3 separate regions of the Mus musculus genome follow, and regions 1 and 2 are each linked to region 3. A link is a contact called in public HiCAR-type and promoter capture Hi-C data. All regions are on one chromosome and are shown on one strand. The core of a region is the stretch at or near the end of the contact, and the rest is flanking DNA. Distances in the headings are between cores, read along the strand shown.

Evidence for each region. Promoter capture Hi-C pulls out the DNA fragments that hold promoters and counts their contacts. HiCAR-type assays count read pairs that join an accessible place to other places.
Region 1: a HiCAR-type map of astrocytes shows a contact between it and region 3, with 7 times the contacts expected there. The contact joins the promoter of Pex12 here to the promoter of Cdk5r1 in region 3. A contact is called at or near these places in 3 of 39 promoter capture datasets (cranial neural crest, embryonic stem cells and liver), 1 of 115 datasets of contacts at active chromatin or transcription factors (astrocytes) and 1 of 9 other capture datasets (liver).
Region 2: a promoter capture Hi-C map of liver shows a contact between it and region 3, with 9 times the contacts expected there. The contact joins the promoter of Taf15 here to the promoter of Cdk5r1 in region 3. A contact is called at or near these places in 2 of 39 promoter capture datasets (both in liver) and 1 of 484 Hi-C or Micro-C datasets (cerebellum).

What each region holds. Positions count from the first base shown.
Region 1 is chr11:83,297,650-83,301,911 of GRCm38.p6, reverse strand. Pex12 (peroxisomal biogenesis factor 12) reads left to right here and starts at 2,935. Exons shown (of 4, transcript NM_001364762.1): 1 at 2,935-3,200; 2 at 3,359-3,596; 3 at 3,871-4,262. The coding sequence starts at 3,471. It also overlaps a transcript of Ap2b1 not described here.
Region 2 is chr11:83,471,844-83,475,828 of GRCm38.p6, reverse strand. Taf15 (TATA-box binding protein associated factor 15) reads right to left here and starts at 2,721. Exons shown (of 16, transcript NM_027427.3): 1 at 2,623-2,721. The coding sequence starts at 2,629.
Region 3 is chr11:80,475,457-80,479,870 of GRCm38.p6, reverse strand. It overlaps Cdk5r1 (cyclin-dependent kinase 5, regulatory subunit 1 (p35)), which reads right to left and starts at 2,848. Exons shown (of 1, transcript NM_009871.3): 1 at 1-2,848. The coding sequence starts at 2,362. The coding sequence ends at 1,439.

The DNA.
Region 1 (4,262 bases), core at 1,686-4,185, 2.8 Mb before region 3:
AGAGTGTTCCCCTGGAACTGGAATTTCAGACAGCTGTGAGCTGCTATGCGGGAGCTGGTAACAAAATCCAGGTCCTTTGAAAGAGCAGCTAGTGATCTTAACCACTGAACCATCTCTCCAGCCGCCAGATTTGAAACTTAAAAAACTCATGGTAGGACTGGAGAGATGACTCAGTGTTTAAGAGCACTGGCTGCTCTTCCAGAGGTCTTGAGTTCAATTCCCAGGCAATCCCATGATGGGTCACAACCATCTGTAATGGGATCTGATGCCCTCTTCTGGTGTCTGAAGGCAGCTACAGTGTACTTGTGTACATTAAAAAAAAAAAATAAATCTTTATATATTAAAAACAAAAAACTCAAGGCAACTGGGTGTGGTGGCACAAGCCTTTAACCTCAGCAATCAAGAGGCAGAGGTAAGTTGATCTTTGTGAGTTCAAGGCCAGCCTGGTCTACAATGTGAATTCCTGGACAGCCCGGGCTACACAGAAAACTGTCTTTGAAAAACAAAACAGATGACTTAACCCAATTACATTTATTTACTGAGCATCTATTAAATAATTTCCTATGTAACTTACATTTAATATATACTTAAGATCTCCAAACCTGATGGTCAGGCTTAGCCTTTAATGCCTTCTAATAGAAAGGTTAATCATGTGCCTTCTATTAGACTACACATTTGAGACTGGGGTTTTTAATGCATTATTTGGTAACTAAAAACTGGCACATTACCAAATTGAAATAAAAACTGACACTATTTTTCTTTCCAGAACTGGGAAAGGATCCTAGGGCTTCACACACGTCCTACCACTGAGTTATATAACCAACCAGGACATACTATTTTTAACTTTTTCCTTTTCTCATGGAATACAGTTTCCTTTTTATAGAGTAGTCTTGTGGGTCCATTAATCAGGAAATCTTGACCCTCTGGCTAACCATGATTGATCAACTTTAAACCAAGATTGCTCAAATGGGTGTTTTCCCCCTTCCTCCCCCTTTCACCTCTTTCCCCCTTTCCTCACTGCCAGGTAGCCCACTGCCTCAGGCGCTGGGGTTACATATATATGCCAGCACCTTCTGTCAGAAGAATCTGACCGTGGACACAATGAGCACTTGACACTTGTTCACTGTAACAAGGTTACTTGGATGAAACGTTACTAATTCCTGCTAGAGAGAACGCTAAGGGAGTTATATAGTCCTGTTCTTTTTGAGCTATCTTGTTTTGTGAGCTACTCCATTTAAACGTTGCATCTGTACAAGTATGTGTCGGTACCTCAGGAGACCAGAGAGAGCACTGTATCCCTGGAGCTGGGCTTACAGTTAATTGTGAGCCTCTGAATGTGGGTGCTGAAAACTGAACTCAGGCCCTCTGCAAGAGCAACAAGTGCTCTCACCTGCCCATCATCTCTCCAGCCTTCCCACCTAGAGTTTAAGTTCCTTTTGTTTTAAAATAGCCTGCTTCTGTTCTTTGCAACTAAAAACCTTAATTGATGCAAATGTTTCATTTTCTACCTGTTTTAGCTATTTCTTAGCTGTGTGTTTTTGCTATTCACTTAAAAGCATAAACAGCTAGAGAGATGCTCAGTGGGCTGGAGAGATGGCTCAGTGGGCTGGAGAGGTGGCTCAGTGGGCTGGAGAGGTGGCTCAGTGGGCTGGAGAGATGGCTCAGTGGGCTGGAGAGGTGGCTCAGTGGGCTGGAGAGGTGGCTTGGTGGGCTGGAGAGATGGCTCAGTGGTTAACAGCACTGGTTGCTCTCGCAGAGGACCTGACTTTGGTTCCCAGCACACACATGGTCTGTAACTCCAGTTCCAGAGAATCAAACATACTTTTTTGACCTTTGCAGTTACCAGGCTGCATGTGGCACATACATATATGTGCCAGCAAATACTAGTACAACCTAAAAATCTTTTTAAAATTAAGACCCCATTGGTTAGCATGCGATATTTACCAGATGCTTTATGTAGTTCTCGGGTCCTTAAAACTCAAGGCTGAGCACGAAAGCCAACTTGAATGCTAGCCAAGGATATGTACATAAACCTTAAGACTCTTAAGCTGAAGCCGGGCGTTGGTGGCGCATGCCTTTAATCCCAGCACTCGGGAGGCAGAGGCAGGCGGATTTCTGAGTTCGAGATCAGCCTGGTCTACAGAGTGAGTTCCAGATCAGCCAAGGGCTACACAGAGAAACCCTGTCTCGAAAAAAAAAACCAAAAATCAAAAAAACTTTTAAGCTGAAACAAACATTATTTAAAACAAAAATCTTTAATACTTTTTAGAAATTCAACAATTGCACTTCTGACAGTGACTTTAGTGAAGTATGGATCATACTTTAGAACTATAAAAAAACTTCAAAATTTAAATTGAAACTAAAACCAATCCCTTTATAAGGTTCTCATTATACAAACCAATTGCCCACTTTTATACCCTAAGGTCCTCTAGAGCTGAATGCTACTATTCAGTTCGAGAATCATAACGATCCCTGCGCTGCTAATACTGCTAATACCTACTGAGCTGGAGGGCAGGAATCAATTTCATCTAGCAGAATGTGCCTAGAGCTATAACTTAATTTTACACATGGATGACAAGTTAAGCTGTCTGTAAGTAAGTAAAAAAGTAGCCGTCCTAAATTCTGGTAGGCAAGAATGAATCTTTTGTCATTTTAGTAAAACTTGCTGATAACTGACTAACACTCGGGAAGGTGGCCGACTTTGAGCTAAGCACCACCTGGCAGAAAGGACCTGGCTTGATCTCCCATGGCAACCGGCGTCAGGCAGGGACCCCAGCTCGGCACAGAGGCTCGAGTACCGCCCTCCAGGAAGCTTCGCTCAGAGCTAACCAGGAACAGAATGCACTCACTGCACTAACCCGTCGCCTCGTCGTCAGGGGGGCGGAAACGGAAGTCCCAGTTGGTCATAGAGTTCCCGAGTTCCGGCTCAGGGCTACATTCGATGCTAGAGCGCCTGTCTTCCGCCCGCCGTGTGGAGGTCCTCGGAGCTTCTGTTTCCGGGTACGGTTTCGGTCACAAAGCCGAGACCTCCTTTCGCAGGTGGCGTCACGGGTCCTCTGCTCCGTGCCCGAGGTCAGCAAGCAAGGACGGGCGCTTCTCAGGCAGCCGCCGGAGCCGGGCCTCGCAGCTCCCGGACTGCGGTTCGAGCGACACGTTTCTTGGCCCACTCCCCGCCTCCGAGTCACGCTCTGCCCTGTGAGGTGCAGCATTTGACAAGTCATTCCCCAGACCCCACGTGCCACGTCCCCAGCTCCGGAGTTAACAGTCCTTACTTTGAGACTCCCTCTCCTCCGCCTCCATATAAGCTCCCCCCACCCACCCCCGTTGATTTTTCACTCCTGTAAAATTCAATTTTTAGTTTCAGGTGCCATGCAGAAGGACTAAGACTCAGCACCCGTTTGATACAAAAACAAGTTCATGCTCACTAGAGTGTTCGTGGGAAAAGTGAATCCCAGTTCACACAAGACACAATGGCTGAGTATGGGGCTCACATCACAACTGCTTCAGTGGCGGACGACCAGCCATCCATCTTTGAGGTGGTAGCACAGGACAGTTTAATGACAGCAGTGAGACCCGCTCTTCAGCATGTGGTCAAGGTAAGGTATTACTTCTCTGAATCGTTTCAGGGACGACTGGATAAAACTCCAAACATTTTACTAGTAACCCTAAGTTTGCAATGATCGCCATGTGTCATTTGTATCCAGGACTTAATGGGCATCCATTCAAAGAGCTCTGTACTCCATTCCTATGACCTCAGGAACTCAGACTATACCCCAAAAGCCAATTACTTAAGCCAGGTGTATTGAATTTAAAAGGAAAAGGCTGATGTGAATACAAACTGAAGACTGTAATAAAATGTTTTTGCATCAGGTTCTTGCAGAATCAAATCCTGCGCACTATGGCTTCCTCTGGCGGTGGTTTGATGAAATCTTCACTCTGCTAGACTTCCTGCTCCAGCAGCATTATCTTTCTAGAACTAGTGCCTCATTTTCTGAACACTTTTATGGCTTAAAGCGGATTGTGGCAGGGAGCTCGCCGCATCTTCAGAGACCGGCCAGTGCTGGTCTTCCCAAGGAACACCTCTGGAAATCTGCCATGTTCCTTGTCCTTCTTCCCTATCTGAAAGTGAAGCTAGAGAAGCTGGCTTCTAGCTTGAGAGAAGAAGACGAATACTCTATTCACCCCCCTTCTTCTCGCTGGAAACGATTCTACAGAGCCTTTCTGGCGGCCTACCCTTTTGTTAACATGGCCTGGGAAGGCTG
Region 2 (3,985 bases), core at 1,472-3,971, 3.0 Mb before region 3:
TTTGAAAAATTTGAGTCTCTCAGATTCTTTGGACCTAGGTTGTGAGAATTCCTCACAGTGTACTTACAAATAATAATAAATAAACCTTAAAAAAAAAACAAAAAACTTCAACTCACTGAGGCTTGGTGAACACCTTTAAGCCCGGCACATATGAGGCAGGTGTTTCTGTGAGTTCCTGGCCATCGAGAGCTAGTAAGACCATGTCTCAAAAATAAGAACAGTAAGTTTTTCATTTATTTCCAACCAGGAACCCAAAAACATTAATTAGCCCAGACTTTTTAAATTTTTATAATATTTTGTGGTCTCCTAAAGGCTAAATGAGTACTAAAAGTAAAAGGTTCCAGATTACGAACTCTTAAGAGTCTACTCAGTATCTAAGCTTCCTGGTTACTGCACACACTAGGACTTTTCCCTTTGTTCATTCCTTCACTGATAGTCCTTCAAATCTATAATTAATCTGTAAAACCAAGATTTATAAGGATTTCAGTTTTCATTATCTGGCTAACAGGTGAAGGATTCACTTGTCCTTAGATTTGCAAGACCTATACTCTCTATCAGTTAACTGCCAAAATAGCTCTATGCATACCACACTGGCTTCTACATTTTTACCATGGGTCTTTCTGCCACAGCAAACATCTAAATAAGTCAATTAAATTTCTAAGTGTAGTCTGGAATGTTTAAAGGATGTAGCTTATTAATAATACTAGTTACTTACAGGGGGGGATTTATTCTGTTAAGTGTATTAATTTAACACACATTAAACAAGTCACTTATTCAAAAGTCAAGGTATTTCATATACATCACAAAACATATTAAGTTGTATATAACAGTAAGAAAAAAATCCTAACTTAAGCCTTTAAATTTAAATCTTTCATTGAAATTACTCAGTCCTATAAAAATGTCATTGTCTTATATAAATAATTACAATAAAAAACCAACAGTGTGGACCAAATGTAGCAAGCTTGCAATGCCACTCAGGAAGCTGTTAAAAGATGATGAGTTCAAAGCCAGCCTAGGACACACTGGAAGATCCTGTCCCAAACAATCCCTGAGCACTGCTTACACTGAATCTTGGTAATTCCTACATGAAGAGAGCTATTTAATTTTCTAAGTCACGGTTAACCTACATATACCCTTCCTAAGGATGCACTTGTACATCCTTTTCTGGACCTTTACCTGGAAAAAATATGCCAATTTCTCCTCTGGAACTAATAATCCCTTGTTTGAACAAAAAGCAGAATTTAAAAAGAGCTAACTTCACTTCAGCCTAGCTTTTTCCACCATACAGGTACCCTACCCAAAAAGATGAGATTTCTAGCTCCTCAGTATCATTGCTAATCTGAGGGAAGACCATCATTCTCTGTCCCGTCTTTCTCGCTCCTTTTGAATCTTCTCCAATTGCAGATTTGATCATACACATCCCTCCAGGTGGACTGGGAAAACCTTTAGAAAAGGATTGCCAATTAATTAATAAAAGGGCAAATCTTCCAAGCATAGTGGTGCACACCTTTAGTGCCAGCGGTTAGGTGGATCTGTGAGTTTGGGGCCAGCCTGGACTCCATATCGAGTTCCAGTTGAGCCAAGGATACCTCATGAGATCCTTTCTCTCATAAGTAGGTGAAAAACTACCAAAGTCATTATGTCATCTCAGCCATATGGCTTTAGGCAATGTTTTCCTCAGAAGTAAAGAACTCTCGTTCTGGGTCTGTCTTTGCCACCTGTAAGTGTAGCCCAAAGAAAGGACCTTATGTGGTCAACTGGAACTGTTAGAATTCAGAGGACTTTTAAGTTCTGGTTTAACAGGACCCAGACTGCCTGTCCGGAGGGGGGAAAGCCTCACTTCCACACAGCAGTGGCCTCTATAAATACTAATTTGAGGAAGACGCTGTCCTTGGTCTCTAAAGTCTTAAGGGAAATGCCACGAAGACCTAAAAGTGCTCGTCAGTAACTGGCAAGGCTTAATTCTAAGTTCAGGAGATTAACAAGTGGAGGAGGGAGTACAAAGGTGAAGCCCAATAAACAAACACCGCCCCGCAACCCCAATGGTTACAGCAGAGGGAATGACCGTAGCGCGACTTCGGGTAAGGCAAAGTGCTTCGAAAAGGGCTCCCAGAGCGTAAGACTCCCACCTGATGAATGGGTGAGTCAGGAAGGCCCAGCTCCACTTCTCGGATGGGGAAACAGAGGAACGAGGTGGCGAGACGACCGGCCGGAGGCCTCGCTGAGAGATCTGAGTCGGCGCGGAGGACCCGAAGCCCCCAGTCCTCAGGCTGATGCTCAGATCTCGGCTCCCCCCGCCCTTACGATGGCGTAGACGGGCCTCCGCCCCCCCCCCAACTCACACACACCCTCCCCGGGGAGCTGCTCATCTCCCCAGGTTCCAAGGGCAGGATCAAAAGAGCTCCGGGGCGCTCCCGCCGTGATTTGTAGCCAGGGAGCGTTGGGAGCGTGCGTGCCTCCGGTCCAACATGGCGGCGACGCGGCCGCCCCCCTCCCTCCCCCCACCCCAGCCTCCCTCAGGCCGGAGTCTTTCCCTCGCGGCCCTCCGGTGGGCGGGAAGACGGCCAGAACCCACCGGACCCCTTCTCGCCGCTGCCGCTGCTCGCTGACGGAGTCACCTACCCGACATGACTAACAGCCGCGGCGCGGAGCCCCGCCACGGCCCGCGGAGAACAAGGAAAACGAAAAGCCAGGCGGCGCGGCTGCTGGAGCTGCTCTGAGGGCGGCGCGGCGGGCTGAGGCCGACTGCGGGCCCTCGGCAGCCAATCAGCGCGCGGCAGGCGATACCACTGCGCCGAAGCCGGAGGGGTGATTCCACGCCACTCCGTTCCGCCGAGCCTTAGAGTCCTCCCGGATCTCCCCTCCGCGACCGTACCATTATTGAGAGGGAATTGAGAGAGGAAAGTACCAATGCCCTCCTGGGGCTAGGGGAGGAAAGCGAGCCAGCTCGCTCCGCCCCATTCACAACCCCAGTTCTAGTTTTACCGGGTCTGGTAGACTTTGAAGCTATGAAGCGAAAGACGAGGCTCCCCTTTTATAAATAAGAACTTAATGCCTGGGAAAGTCGATTCTTCCTTTAAAATCGGGAATGGTGTGGTCGGCCTCGCTCGGGCTCTTGCTGCAGAACTTGAACCACTTGGGGGCGTCCCGAGTCTGGGCAGCGAGCGGAACGAAAGTCGTGACAAGCTCCATACCTGATCGCCTCCGGGGCTGTTATAACCACCTTGTCCAATAAAAAAATCGAAGTGAGACCAGAACAAAAATGTGACTTCAGTCTAAGTCACGCGCATAACTGGCTCCGGGAATAAGGAGACACGGGAATGGATCTTTCTTAGTCCTCTGTAACAGCTAACTCTTAAATTGTCAGCGCCTTACATCATCTCATTTAATTCGCACAACAGACTGATGAAATAGTTTCCCCCAGTTGCGGATACAGCCGGATAGCCTGAGGCTAACCAAGGGCAAAGGTGGAATTTTGAAGCCTGGTAACCAGACCCTGTTGCTAAGGGGTTTTACCGGAAAGCCGTAGAGTAAGCTCAGTTGGGAAAAGGGCTTGGAAAACTCGAGAATCTGCAAGGACATTTCCCCGAGTGAGTGACACCTGAACGAAGACCTGGGTGATGAGTTATTCAAGTTGAATTGGGCAAAAGATCTGTCCAGACTTGGTGTAGAACAAGTAATTTGATATGTTTGAAGTGTAGCCTCCAGGGGAGAAAAGTTGAACTTGCCAGAAAAGTAGGAGGGTATATAGCTGAGGCCTCTTAGTTTGAACTTTGTCCTGAAGGTGGTGGATCCACCCACTAGAGAACTTCAAAAGGTGGAGATTAGATATGTATTTTCCAGCTGTAGAATGAAGAATAGGTTGGAGTTGCGAGGTGCCTAAAAGTGGGAGAGAGAAGCGAGACTAAGAATTTTGCTCAGTGATCCAAGCCTGGCCTAACATGCTTGAGTCCCTGGGCTCAATTCCCAGCACTGATAATTTTTA
Region 3 (4,414 bases), core at 1,599-4,098:
AGTAGTGCTTGTGCAAGAAGTTGGCAGTCACCTAGAACCTAATCCTATGCAAGATGACCTCCGCCTTCCTCACTGTAGCCCCCAGCCCCAGCCCCAGCCCCCCACACCCCCCCCCGGGGGTGGGCAGCAGGAGAGGAAGAGGAAACCCTCCGCAGTATCTTCACATTGCTCTTTGTTCCCCAAAGCTGGAGTGAGGGCCATGCAAGAAGACTAGCTCCCTTCTCTTGGACCACTTCCAAACCCCAAGCCACCAGTCTGGGAAAACTAGAAAGAAAAACCCTTAAAGTTCAGAGTGTGTTAGGCAGCTGACAGGGATAGGTGGGCGGCCACACCCTGCAGCTGGAAGTGCTCAGCTGCACAGTCACCAAGCTTCCAAACTGATCAGGGGTCACACTTCCATCGTGTAATTGTCCCCAAATGCATCTGTCTCAGTAGGTTGCACAGAGCAAAGCCTCTCCAGGAAGAGACGGAGCTGCCTGGAAACAGCTTAAAATTAACAATTGGGGGGGGGGGGCAGGGATGGGAAACAGCAACACCCCTATTGACTGATCTCACCTCCCCCCAACGATACAGAACAAAGATCACGGGCACCAGCGAGAGGCCTTAGCATGCAAGTGGGCACCAACCTGATCTCAGGCATAGACACCCACCCGCCCAGAAGGCAATGTTGTTAGTGGGTCCCCGGCGCTGTTCTGGCTTTGTACACAGGGTACAAACTGTGAAAAGCTCGCTCAGGGAAGGAGCTGCCCCTAGCTTCACCTCATCCTTTAGCTGGGACCCAAAACGGGTGAGGAATCTAATGAGCAAACCACCTCATTAACCAGCACTAACGTGGGAGCAGAGACAAAAGGATGGGAGGGGAGCTCTGTCCTGCCAGGAAAGGAAAGCCCTTCTCCCTAAAAAAGCACGCAGCAAACCAGGGCCGTGCATGGTCAACAGTCATCAGCAGTCTCTGCAGGCTCCTGCACTGATGCCCCAGGGCTGTGCAGATCTTGCCTCACTCACAACCTCCTGGATCCTGAGTCAGGACAGCCAGCTCCAGGAGCCTTCAAGAGAAACAATACCCAGAAAAGGGCTGATTCCTCCAGGGCCACCAGCCATGGGCCCCAGCTCCGATCATGGGACAGTGGGAAGCCTCATCTACCCTGGATCCATCGTGGGTACAGGTGACATGGGCAAGTCAGTCCCTTGAGTCCCGGAAAGTGAGTGGTCAGCAGCCGAAGTGGCTCTGAATGCATCTTTTGGGTTCGCGCAAGGTTCATCAGTTCGAAAGTCCCCAGAGTTCTTGAAAGGGCTAAAAAAAAACCCCAAGGAAAGAACGTGGGAAGAGGCCCTTGGTGGCTCTGCTAGACACATACTGTACACAAAACTTGATTCTTTTAGTAATAAAATTTAAAAACAAGTGGAATCCTTGAGCCAGGATACCGGCTACAGGGGCTCACCGATCCAGCCCCAGGAGGAGTCGCTTCTTGTCCTCCTGACCGCTCTCATTCTTCAAGTCAGAGAACACTTGTGTGAAATAGTGTGGGTCGGCATTGATCTGCAGCATCTTGGAGCTCATGAGGTTGATAACTGAGAGGCAACGGTCCCAAAAGGCTTCCTTACAGCTCTCTACCAGGAAGGGCTTGAGCGGGTAGGAGATCTCATTGCCCATGTAGGAATAGGAGAGGTACAGACAGGTCAGCAGGACAGCCTGGAGCTCATGGTCGGAGCCCACCTCAGAGGAGATGACATCCCTGCAGAGCATGTAGAGGAAGACCACATTGGCCGGTGTGATGAAACCCTGGTCCTGCCAGCCCTGCAGAAGCAGGGAGCGGTCCACGCTGCGCAGCCAGAGCACGGGGTCCGTTGGGGACAAGTGCTTCAGGCGGTAGCACCGGCGGCAGAGAAACTCACCCAGGCAGCGCAGCAGCTCACTAGTGGACGCCTGGACGATGACCCGTTTGGGTGTCCCTGCAGAGGTGATGGCAGGGTGCGGGGCCTTCTTGACAGAAGAGGAGACCCCAGTCTGGGAGCCAGAAAGCTGGCTGGCTGGGGGTGCGGGCGGCTGAGCCGGCGGGGGCTGGGCGAATGTGGACAGGTTGGCACAGGACAGCGACTTCTTCAGGTTCTCATTGTTGAGATGCGCGATGTTGCTCTGGTAGCTGCTGTTGGGCTGCGCCTTCTTGGAGTTCTTCTTCTTCGCTGACACCGCCACGATCCTCTTCCAAGGCAGCACCGAGATGATGGAGTGCCGCTTCAGGTTCTTGTCCTTGGCGTTCTTGCTGTTCTGCACGGCCGTGTAGTGGCCCACGGTGGCCGCGCCATCCTCAAACAGTGTGGCCTTCCGATAGCTGGGGGATAGGGACAGCACCGTGCCCATGGTGCCACTGCGCGCCCGGCAGGGGCCGGCACCCCCGCGCGCCCAGCCTGCCGGCTGGAGGGGGGTAAAGGCTTACCGAGCCTGTAGCGGCCGCAGAGAGAAAGGAGGCGCTCCCGGGACACGACGCGTTTAGTCCTGCGGATCTGCGTGGAAAACAAGATGGTTCTCAGCCCCGGGCGGGGCTCCACGCCGCGCCCCTCCGCTCGCACTTCCGAGGCCCGAACCCCCGGGCTGCGGCCCCGTCGAGCCCCAGCCTGTGCTTCCACTGCGGCACCGGTCAAAGAGCCGCAGTGGCCTCCGCAGCAGGAATCCAACCAGGCCGCGCACACGGCCCCGGTCCGCGCAGGCTTACCCGCAGTCAGGCAGGCTCCCGCGGCAGGCGCAGCCGCTGCGTCCCAGGCCCTCCGCAATGCGCGCCGCGGCCCGGGTGCTCGACTCGGCGCGGCGGCGGCTCCCTGCTTCTGTCCAAGGTTCTGCAGACGCCGCGGCCCCGCCCCCGCCCGGCCCCCGCCTGCGTCTCCGCCGCGAGCCCGCCGGCCCCGCCCCGCCCCGCCCCGGCGCGCGCCTTGCAAGCCGCCTCTCCGGATCGCGCGCGCGGTCCACACGCCCGCTCGGTCTCGCCGCCAGGTCGCCGCCACTCGCGTCCCTCAGCGCGAGCGGCGCACGGTGGCGCCTCTAGTGGGCGCGCCCATTACGGGACACGGCGCGGGCGGCGGGAACGCGCGAAGCCGGGTCTCCACCTGGAAGGTGCCTGCGCCGCGCGCGGAGCCCGGCCTCGTGAGCTCCGGCGCCGCGCAGCGGAGCTCTCCAGGCGGGAGGGCGGGCGGGAGGGCGAGGGGGCGGGCGGGGCGGAGGGCGGGCCCCGCCCAGACACGTGCTGCCTTTGTTCCCGCCGCGGCCCCCTTGGCAGAGGCTGCGGGCGGTGCGGAGAGCTGGCCCGGGCGCTGGAGAAAGGAAGAGCCGCAATCAGCATCAGCGTAAAAGCCCGGCACCCATTAAGACTCTAGGAAAGCCAGGCCAGAAGGATGAGGGCGGCCTAGAGATCCTATCACGGAGGCTGTCAAAATTGAAGCTGCTGCGCCTTTAGGCCAGTTTCTTATTTGCCCATTTTAAAACTTGATGACAGTAAAATTGCAAGAAAATCTGGTTCTGACTACCGACACATAGTTCACAATCAGCCTCCATGTCCTTCACAAAGGCCACTGCCGAATTACAAGTCATTCATTCTGGACTGGTTCTGGAGACCCAAATTGTCAAATAAGCCAACCTGTATCTTAACTCAGACTCCCAACTCCGAACCTGAGAGAATTCCTGAAAACACCCAAAACAAGAATCTTGTTGAGGTCATTAGGCTTAAGTACTTCCAGGTTAGGGACCAGGGTGACCAGAGAGGTAAGTGCCCTGCCCTGTTACCACCCCACCCCACCCCCCAAAAAAAGTTTTTCCAGGACCTTACCAAGCACACAGGATGGCTAGCTTCGCTGTGGCCCCTTCCTAACAATGTTTCTCATAGAACAGAGTGGTACCTGCTATTACTAGAACACAGCACCTGACACTGGGTAACCTATAAACGAAATAATGAAGTGTTAGCTCACAGCTCTGGAGTATGGTCCAGAGCCAGTAGTAGGACGTGCTGTGGTGAGGATGGAGACTTCAACTCAAACCGGGAAGGGGGAGAGTAAATAATTACATTGGGGGACGGGGAATGAAGGCCAGTGTCACACTGGCTTTCTAACAACTCTGCTCAAAATTAATCCATGACTTGGAACCTTTCCTTGAGACACAGGCCGCCAGCACCTTGCCATCCTCCTGCTTCAATGTTCAGTTAGGATTCAGGCATGAGCCACCATACCAGCTCCAACGAAAACCCTCTCCAAGAGCGCTCTCAACACTGACACTGAGACCGAGCCTCAAGGGTCAGACTCAACCCCCTAGCTGCTCTTCAGTAGGGCGGCCCTGGGTCTCTTCCTTTTCATCATAGTAGGCTGTAAGCCATCTTCCTAAGGCCTTTCAGACCAGCTCCCCCAATGTTTCTTCTACCTGGAAAGGCAA